2 separate regions of the Mus musculus genome follow, and region 2 is linked to region 1. A link is a contact called in public Hi-C data. All regions are on one chromosome and are shown on one strand. Each heading gives the region's core, a stretch centred on a gene start, on an enhancer-like site or on the middle of the called end of the contact. The rest is flanking DNA. Distances are from core to core; before and after follow the strand shown. Region 1 overlaps Taok3 (TAO kinase 3). Region 2 has its middle 8.4 kb from the start of Pebp1.

Evidence for each region. A called contact is a pair of places that touch in the nucleus more often than the background predicts.
Region 2: a contact with region 1 is called in a Hi-C map of pancreatic cancer cells, with 2.1 times the contacts expected there. The contact joins two enhancer-like sites. A contact is called at or near these places in 12 of 484 Hi-C or Micro-C datasets (ECoMG-derived neutrophils, the HPC-7 cell line, embryonic stem cells and 4 more), 1 of 115 datasets of contacts at active chromatin or transcription factors (embryonic stem cells) and 4 of 9 other capture datasets (adipose tissue, embryonic stem cells, liver and 1 more).

What each region holds. Positions count from the first base shown.
Region 1 is chr5:117,209,421-117,213,113 of GRCm38.p6, reverse strand. Taok3 (TAO kinase 3) reads right to left here. Exons shown (of 21, transcript NM_001199685.1): 9 at 3,469-3,560. Among named protein-coding and RNA genes, the nearest start is that of Pebp1, 76 kb to the left of the region's middle. Within about 2 kb of position 1,818, at least 18 of the 459 cell types and tissues checked have an H3K27ac peak or open chromatin away from gene starts, as enhancers often do. A contact at or near this core is called in pancreatic cancer cells, where this site is marked.
Region 2 is chr5:117,277,360-117,281,052 of GRCm38.p6, reverse strand. No RefSeq gene overlaps it. Among named protein-coding and RNA genes, the nearest start is that of Pebp1, 8.4 kb to the left of the region's middle. Within about 2 kb of position 1,997, at least 60 of the 459 cell types and tissues checked have an H3K27ac peak or open chromatin away from gene starts, as enhancers often do. A contact at or near this core is called in pancreatic cancer cells, where this site is marked.

The DNA.
Region 1 (3,693 bases), core at 569-3,068:
AAAGCTGCTTTCTAACCTCCACTTATATGCCATGGCACTCCAGATAGACTAGAAAGACAGGCAGGCGTAGAGATGATGACGGTGAGACTAAGGTCTTCGGGCTTGCATCAGACACCATGTGATGGGCTCCCCATCAGAGGGATAAGGAAACTCTTAGTTAGGCACAAGCTGCCCAGAGGAACACTGGCTTGCAAGGGAGAAGCAGTTAAAAGAAGGGACTAAATAAAGAAAACAGAAGATTAGGAAGAGGATGTAGCCCAGTTGGTAGAGTGCTTGCCTACCATGCATGAAGCCTTTGGTTTAATCCCTACATTGCACATATTGGGTGTGGTGTAGCAGTCTGTAATCCTAGCACTTGGGAGGTGGAGACAGGAGCATCAGAAGTTCAAGGTCAACCGATGACATTACACAGTGATTTCAAGGCCAGCCTGGGTTATATATGAGACCCTGTCTCATAAGAGAAAAACAAACCCAAAATTCAGCAGTAGACAGCAGCAACTTGGCCTTGAAGCCTACATGGGAGCCCAGGATGAGCAAGCCTGGGGACAAGCCATGACAGCTGCCCTCAGATGCTGTGGAAACCACCACAGTAGAAAAGCCAGAGCCTGGAGCCATCCTTCAAACACTGGATATGAAAGGTCTGGTCTATGTTTAAGTCCTTTGCCATACACACCCCGGGAGCCAGCTGAGCCTGGTGCCGATGGCCTATAATCCCAGCACTGTGTAGGCTAAAGTAAGAAGACCTCAGGGTCTAGAACAGCCTGGGCTGCACAGTGAGACCCTGTCTCTAACCAACCAGCCAGCCAACCAAGCAAAACCAGAATCATAGCCATGGTGACATGGCTTGTCACTGAGACAGAACACCACAGAGCAAAGGCCGGAGTCTGCCAGCAGCCCACTTCTTTGTCGTGAGGTTTTTCCCACAGGAGTTTTCTGTTCCAGTGGGGAAGGTACAAGCCGTGCAGACATGTACAGCAGGTCCTGCAGAGTTTAGACCATTTATCATGTGGCCCTTTCTAGGGAGCTCATCACTGCATCTGTGGAGCACAGGAGGTGGCATAGTTCTGCCAGGGCAAAGCCAGGGCTGGTGCTACCCTGTGACCAAGGATCTAGGAGTCCTTATTTTGGCAAGTGTGGGTCACTGAGTGTGTATGTTTACAGGTGTGTAGGTGTGCTTTCATGTGTGTTTGCATGTACATGGCCTACATGTGTGGTGTGTTTGTGAGTGAATGTGTGTATGCATGTCTGCATATGTGTGGGTGCACATGTGTGTGCATGCAGATGGAGGCCAGAGACTGGCGTTAGTGCCTTCCTTGACCGTGCTCTAAGGGGTCTCTCACTTGAACCAGAGCTTGCTGATCCAGCTAGTCTCGTCGGCCAGCTTGCTTCAGAGGTCACCTGCTGCCTCCTCCTGAACTCTGTGACTGTGCCTGGGCTGCCAGGTCCTGCCCCTCTATGGGAAAGTGCTGGAGAGCTGGCCCTGATAGTATGGGCTTGAGAGAGCAGGTCCTGCCCCTTGCCAGGTACCACAGTCAGGAGTGCTGGCCCTGCCCCTTGCCTGAGTGAAGCAGGAGAGCTGGCCCTGATGGCCTGGGTGCAGGAGAGCCGCTGGGCTGACCAAATCGGCATCCACCCGGGCCCAGATCCAGGTCTCTGAGTTACCCCACCCCAACATCTACCCCATCTATGAACTGCTGTAGTGTACGAAAGGACCAGTCCTGTAGAACTAAAGATGCAGGCTCTCTGTGACACAGGGCCACAACAGGACCAGAGGCCTCAGACCACCAATGACTCATTGCAATGAACATCTGCAAATGAAGCTGCCTGGAGATAAGGGTGTGCTGTGTGACACACACCGTGACACACCGTGACACACTGCTGCTTCCATGGTGAGATCTGTTTGTGTGTGTGTTGTTTTATTTAAGGTGGGGACTGCAAGGGAGGGGGGCAGATACAGAGGGATTGGGAGAGGAATGGGGTTTGGGTACATGATGTGAAACTCACAAAGAATCAAAAAAAAAGTTACAAACAAAACAAAACAAAACAAGTGGGCAGCCACATTGGCATCGGTGCTGGGGATATGAACCTGGTCTTTAATTAAGGCAGGAAGGATTTTTATCTATTGAACTGTCTCCCCAGTCTGGATCCCATGTTTTCTTAGCCGAAAGGATCAAAGAACAGGAAAGCCAATCTTGCTACATGACATTTAAAAAGTTCCTGCTTCAGGGAAAGACAATGGTTACATCTTTGTGGACTCTTCATCTGGGCCAGCCGAGATCAGGATTTAGCGGGGCCAGCTTAGTGGGTTGTGGCTAACAGTTCTCCCTGGCTGTGCTAAATTAGAACCAGTGGGCTGTACTCTACTTGAGAGAGAGATGACCCAAGGGCACCCCACTCTTGGATAAGTACTTTTGCCTTTGAAGGGGCAAACACTTCTTATGAAGAGATCTGGTGGGCAGCCCTAACTGCAGGTGACACTAACTGCTTCTAGCTATGGAGTTCCTGTCCTGTGTCAGGTACTCACTGTCTCAGGCATGGCCTGGATGCTGCTCACGCCTACCAGAGACTGGCAACTAGGGAGGAAACTGAGGTACAGTGAGGCTCAGGACTGAAATGGGTAACAAAGTAGTGGTCTCCTCTGACCCCGCGAGCTTCCCAACTGCTGGGACCTATGTATGCCACCATGTTTGGGGTGTGTGTGTGTGTGTGTGTGTGTGACTGTGAGTGTGTCTGTATATGTGTATGTCTGTGTGTGTCTGTGTGTCTATGTCTGTATGTATCTGTGTGAGTGTGTATGTGTGCGTATGTCTATGTGTATCTATGTGTGTCTGTGTGTGTCTGTGGGTGTATATGTGTGTGTATGTCTGTATGTATCTGTGTGAATGTGTATGTGTGTGTATGTCTATGTCTGTGTATGTATGTGTGTGTGTGTATCTGTGTGTATGTGTCCCTATGTGGGTGCTGGGAATCTGTTAAGGTCCTCTGGAGAGTAGCAAGTCCTGAGCACCATTCCAGTCCCTGGGGATAACTGTCAAGCTGGTGCATCTTTTACTATGAAGTTTTCTTCAAGGTTCTACCACTGGGTAAAGTTATATACTTGAGTCTTCTAATATTTCCCCCAGTATGGCTGGGTTCTAAAGCAAAGCCATGGAGTTACTGTAGAGACAGGGTGTGTGATGTCTCAGGTCAGGAAAGTCTCAGGTATTAGCACTTACCAGCTTGTGTTTCAGTGTTTGCTAACTGCACATCTGCTCAAACTCCTTTAGCTAAGTCAATAGCATGGAGACATAGCAGAGAAGGATCCCTTTTCTGTGGCATACCAGAGCATGGAAAGTGTCTCCAATACAGTCACAGTCTCCAATACAGGCCAACCTACAGCTGTCTGTCACTGGGTAAGGGCGGGCTGAGTTAACTGATGGGCATGTGTGAGGACCAATCAGCAGAGCCCCAGTGGAAGCTCCTCCTTACCCAACTCTATGCAGGTGATGCCAAGCGACCAGATGTCAACTTTCCCGTCGTACTGCCCTTCGTCCATAGCTAAGATTACCTCTGGGGCCATCCTGCCAAATGCAACGTGCAGAGTTCAAGTTGTCAGTACAAACGAAATTTTCATTTTATAAAACTACTCAGTGCAATAGATTTAAGGGCATTCAAATTATTTTTAAAGGTACTTAAGTCCCCCCCCCCTTCATT
Region 2 (3,693 bases), core at 748-3,247, 68 kb before region 1:
CACTGACTCCAGGCACTTAACTTCCAAACCCTGCTTTATGCAGTAGGTCTTGAGTTAGGGCTGCCGGTCTCATTTGATCCGTGCTTCACTTTTGCTGAAGTTCACACCACTGATTTCTTTTATTCCATTTCTTTGCTGTTATAAACAGCGCTTCAGCAACTCCCCAGCCTTCATGCAAGAAATACGGTGACAAGTTAGTTTTCTGGGGGAGTTCCTTGTATTGTGATAGTCATGTCCACAGGAATGCATCGTTTCAGTTCTGATTCATGCAAACTGCCCTCTGGGCAGACAAGTCATTTATATCAAAGTTCAAACAATGTGACTTGGTATTTACATATACTTAAAATCATGTACTTATTTTTTCTCTCTTATTTTTCATGTGATTTTCCTCTCACTAATGGCAAGATGTTAGATTTTTCTCTTAAGTGGTAATCAGGGTGAAATAGGAACTCCAGCCCACTCTGCTTCCTTATCTTAAAACAGGTGTGGCTGGTGGGGGTGGGGGTGGGGCAAGATGGCTGAGCAAATAAAGTCACTGTCACCAACTCTGACCACCTACCAGAGTAGTGAGTAGTCAGGGACCCACATGGTAGAGGGGAAGAACTGAGTCTCCAAAGTTGTCCTCTGGTCCCCATATGTGAGACATGGGATACGTGAGCCAGCACACATACACACAAAATAAATGTAGTGAACAGTGGGTGGAGAGATGGCTCAGCGGGTAAGAGCAGGTTAAGAGCACTGGCTGTTCTTCCGCAGGTCCTGAGTTCAATTCCCAGCACCCACATGGCAGCTCACAATCTGATGCCCTCTTCTACATGCAGAAAAAATACATAGGAAATCATGTTTAAAAAAAAAGAAGAAGCCGCCAGGTGGCACCGACACCTTTAATCCCAGCATTTGGGGAGGCAGAGGCAGGTGAATCTCAGTGAGTTTGAGGTCAGCCTGCTCTACAGAGCAAGCTTGGGACAGACAAGGTGACACAGAGAAACCCTGTCTAAAAACACCAAACCAAAACAAAAAGCCAAATGGTTGAATGGGATTCTGATGGACATACGGGACTAAAGTGCAGAAGTCAGGACTGCTCCCCGTTTATAGCCTTCCCAAGAGTGTAAGATAAGAGCCTGGGATTAGCACAAGAACATTGCTGACAAAATTGAAGTGGCTTGAGGGAGGGACTATTGCGCCTCACAGTTTCAGTCTATTATGGCAGGGAGGGTGTGGCAGTAGGAGCTTGAAGTATTGAAGTAGCTGTCACCGTGGCATCCACAGTCAGGGAGCAAAACTGTGAAAGCCAACACCCAGCTCACTTTCTCCTTTTTATTCAATCCTGGACTCCAACCAGTGGCAATGTCACCTACAGTTAGGGTAGATCTTCCCACCTCAGCCTAATGCAGATAGACACGCCCAGAGATGACTCTTCTAGGGTTTGATCCTGGATCCTGTCATAATATCAGCCATGACAACAGGTGTCTCACAGTACAGCCCAGGGGCTCACAATCCAGTGTTAAAACTTGACCTTATTCTTCTGTGCGTGCCTATTGTGTGGGTGTGTGCCACAGCACGCGTGTGGTCAGTGGATGACTTGGTGGAATTGATCCTGTCCTATTAGTCCAGGTATTAGACCCAGGTCACCAGGTTTGCACAGTAAGCTCCTTTGTTGCTGGGCCTTCTTGCTGGCTCACCATTGGCCCAGAGCCCAGTGTTTCTAAGGTTAGAATTCTGGGGTGTGCCTGTTACTGTAAACACTCATGCAGAAGGGAACATGTGCCGCCACCGTGTCACCCCTCTGGCATTTCTGAATTCACCTCCAATAAACGGAGGCCATATCTCATATATGTTCTAAATTAACTTATTTACATCCCAAATGCTGCTCCCTCTTCTGATCCCCCTCACAGAGTCGTCCCCCTCTCCCCTCCCCGCCCCCCCTCCCTGGCCCTAATACCTTGTCAATGTTTAAACCCAACGGCATACGGTCGAAGCCTGTCTTGACATCGGTGCAAAGTCAGGCAGCCTCAGAGTGGAAATCCCTGAGTGATTCACAGACCCACAGGGCCTGGAAGTCTTCTGTCCTGTGACTGTTGCAAGGCTCTTGGCTCCTGCTCACACTCGGCTCCTGAACTACAAGGCTGCCTCCTGGTTCCTTGAACCTGCCAGGCAACTTGGAGACCTGGCTCGTCTAAACACACTGTCATTTTTGGAAGCTCTCCCTCTCTGCCAATGTTCTGATGACCCCCACAGTACTGTTTGAGTGGGCTAGGTGAAATTCTCATGGCTCCGGCTCTGTGGCTCTGGGGCCGTGTTTCCACTGCTATTTCAAGATGTGCAAACTTATAGGTCTGTTAGTCTGTCCTTTCCTTTCCTTTCCTTTCCTTTCCTTTCCTTTCCTTTCCTTTCCTTTCCTTTCCTTTCCTTTCCTTTCCTTTCCTTTCCTTTCCTTTCCTTTCCTTTCCTTTCCTTTCCTTTCCTTTCCTTCTTTCCTTTCTCTCTCTCTCTCTCTCTCTCTCTCTCTCTCTCTCTCTCTCTCTCTCTCTTTGACAGGGTGTTATGTCTCCCAAGCTCACCTCAGACTCAAACCTCTGATTGACCCCCCAGCCCCGCCTCTCAGGTGTGCACTGTAGGACCAGGTTTATGTGGTGCTGTGGGAGTGGAACTCAGTTCTATGTATGGTCAGTAAACACCCTGTCACCTGACCGGCACGCCCAACCCTGGTAAAAACCCGTAATAATCAGGTAAAACCCAGATTTCTGTTTTTTTTTTAAGATTTATTTATTTATTTTATGTATATGAGTACACAATTGCTCTCTTCAGACACACCAGAAGAGGGCATCAGATCCCATTACAGATGGTTGTGAGCCACCATGTGGTTGCTGGGAATTAAACTCAGGACCTCTGGAGGAGCAGTTGGTGCTCTTAACCACTGAGCCATCTCTCCAGACCCAGATTTCTGGTTTTTAAAAATATTATTTAAAAATGTGTGTGTGTGTGTGTGTGTGTGTGTGTGTGTGTGTGTATGCAGGTATGCCTATGTAAGTGCAGTGCCTTTAGAGGCCAACAGAGGGCACTGTAGTACTATATCCTCTGGAGCTGGAGTTACAGGCAGCTGTTAACTAGTACTACAGAGTGTGTGTGTGTGTGTGTGTGTGTGTGTGTGTGTGCGTGTGCGTGCGCATTGCACACACATGTGTGCAGTCAAGAACTGGGAATGTGCTGGGTGGAGGCGTGGCTCAGTGGTAGAGTGCTTGCGGACTTTGTGCGAGGCCAGCAGAGAAGGCTATCCCATGCATAATGAAGTCTTCTGGATGGTTGTGGAGCGCCACTTAAGTTTAGGGACTTGGTTTTTTTTTTTTCCTCTTTGTTTTGAGATGGAGTGTAACTGAGGCTGGCTACAGGTCAGACCAGCTTCTGACTGACTTCTGCGTCCATAGGACTTTCTATCAGTCATTCATCATAATCACTAGTCTCGGGGTTTCTTCCAGTCCTGAGATCGTCTCCATTTGACTGCTAACATCCTCCTGTCTGAGGCACATTGACACCCCTCAGGCATCTCGGAGAGACATGGCAGGCACTCAGTAAATAGCCTCCATAATTACAGATCAAGGATTACCAGCTATGCCTTAGCTATATGCCTGACAAACACGTTTTAAAAAATCATTTCTTTTGTGTGTGCACATGCGCACGCACATGCCAGGGCGC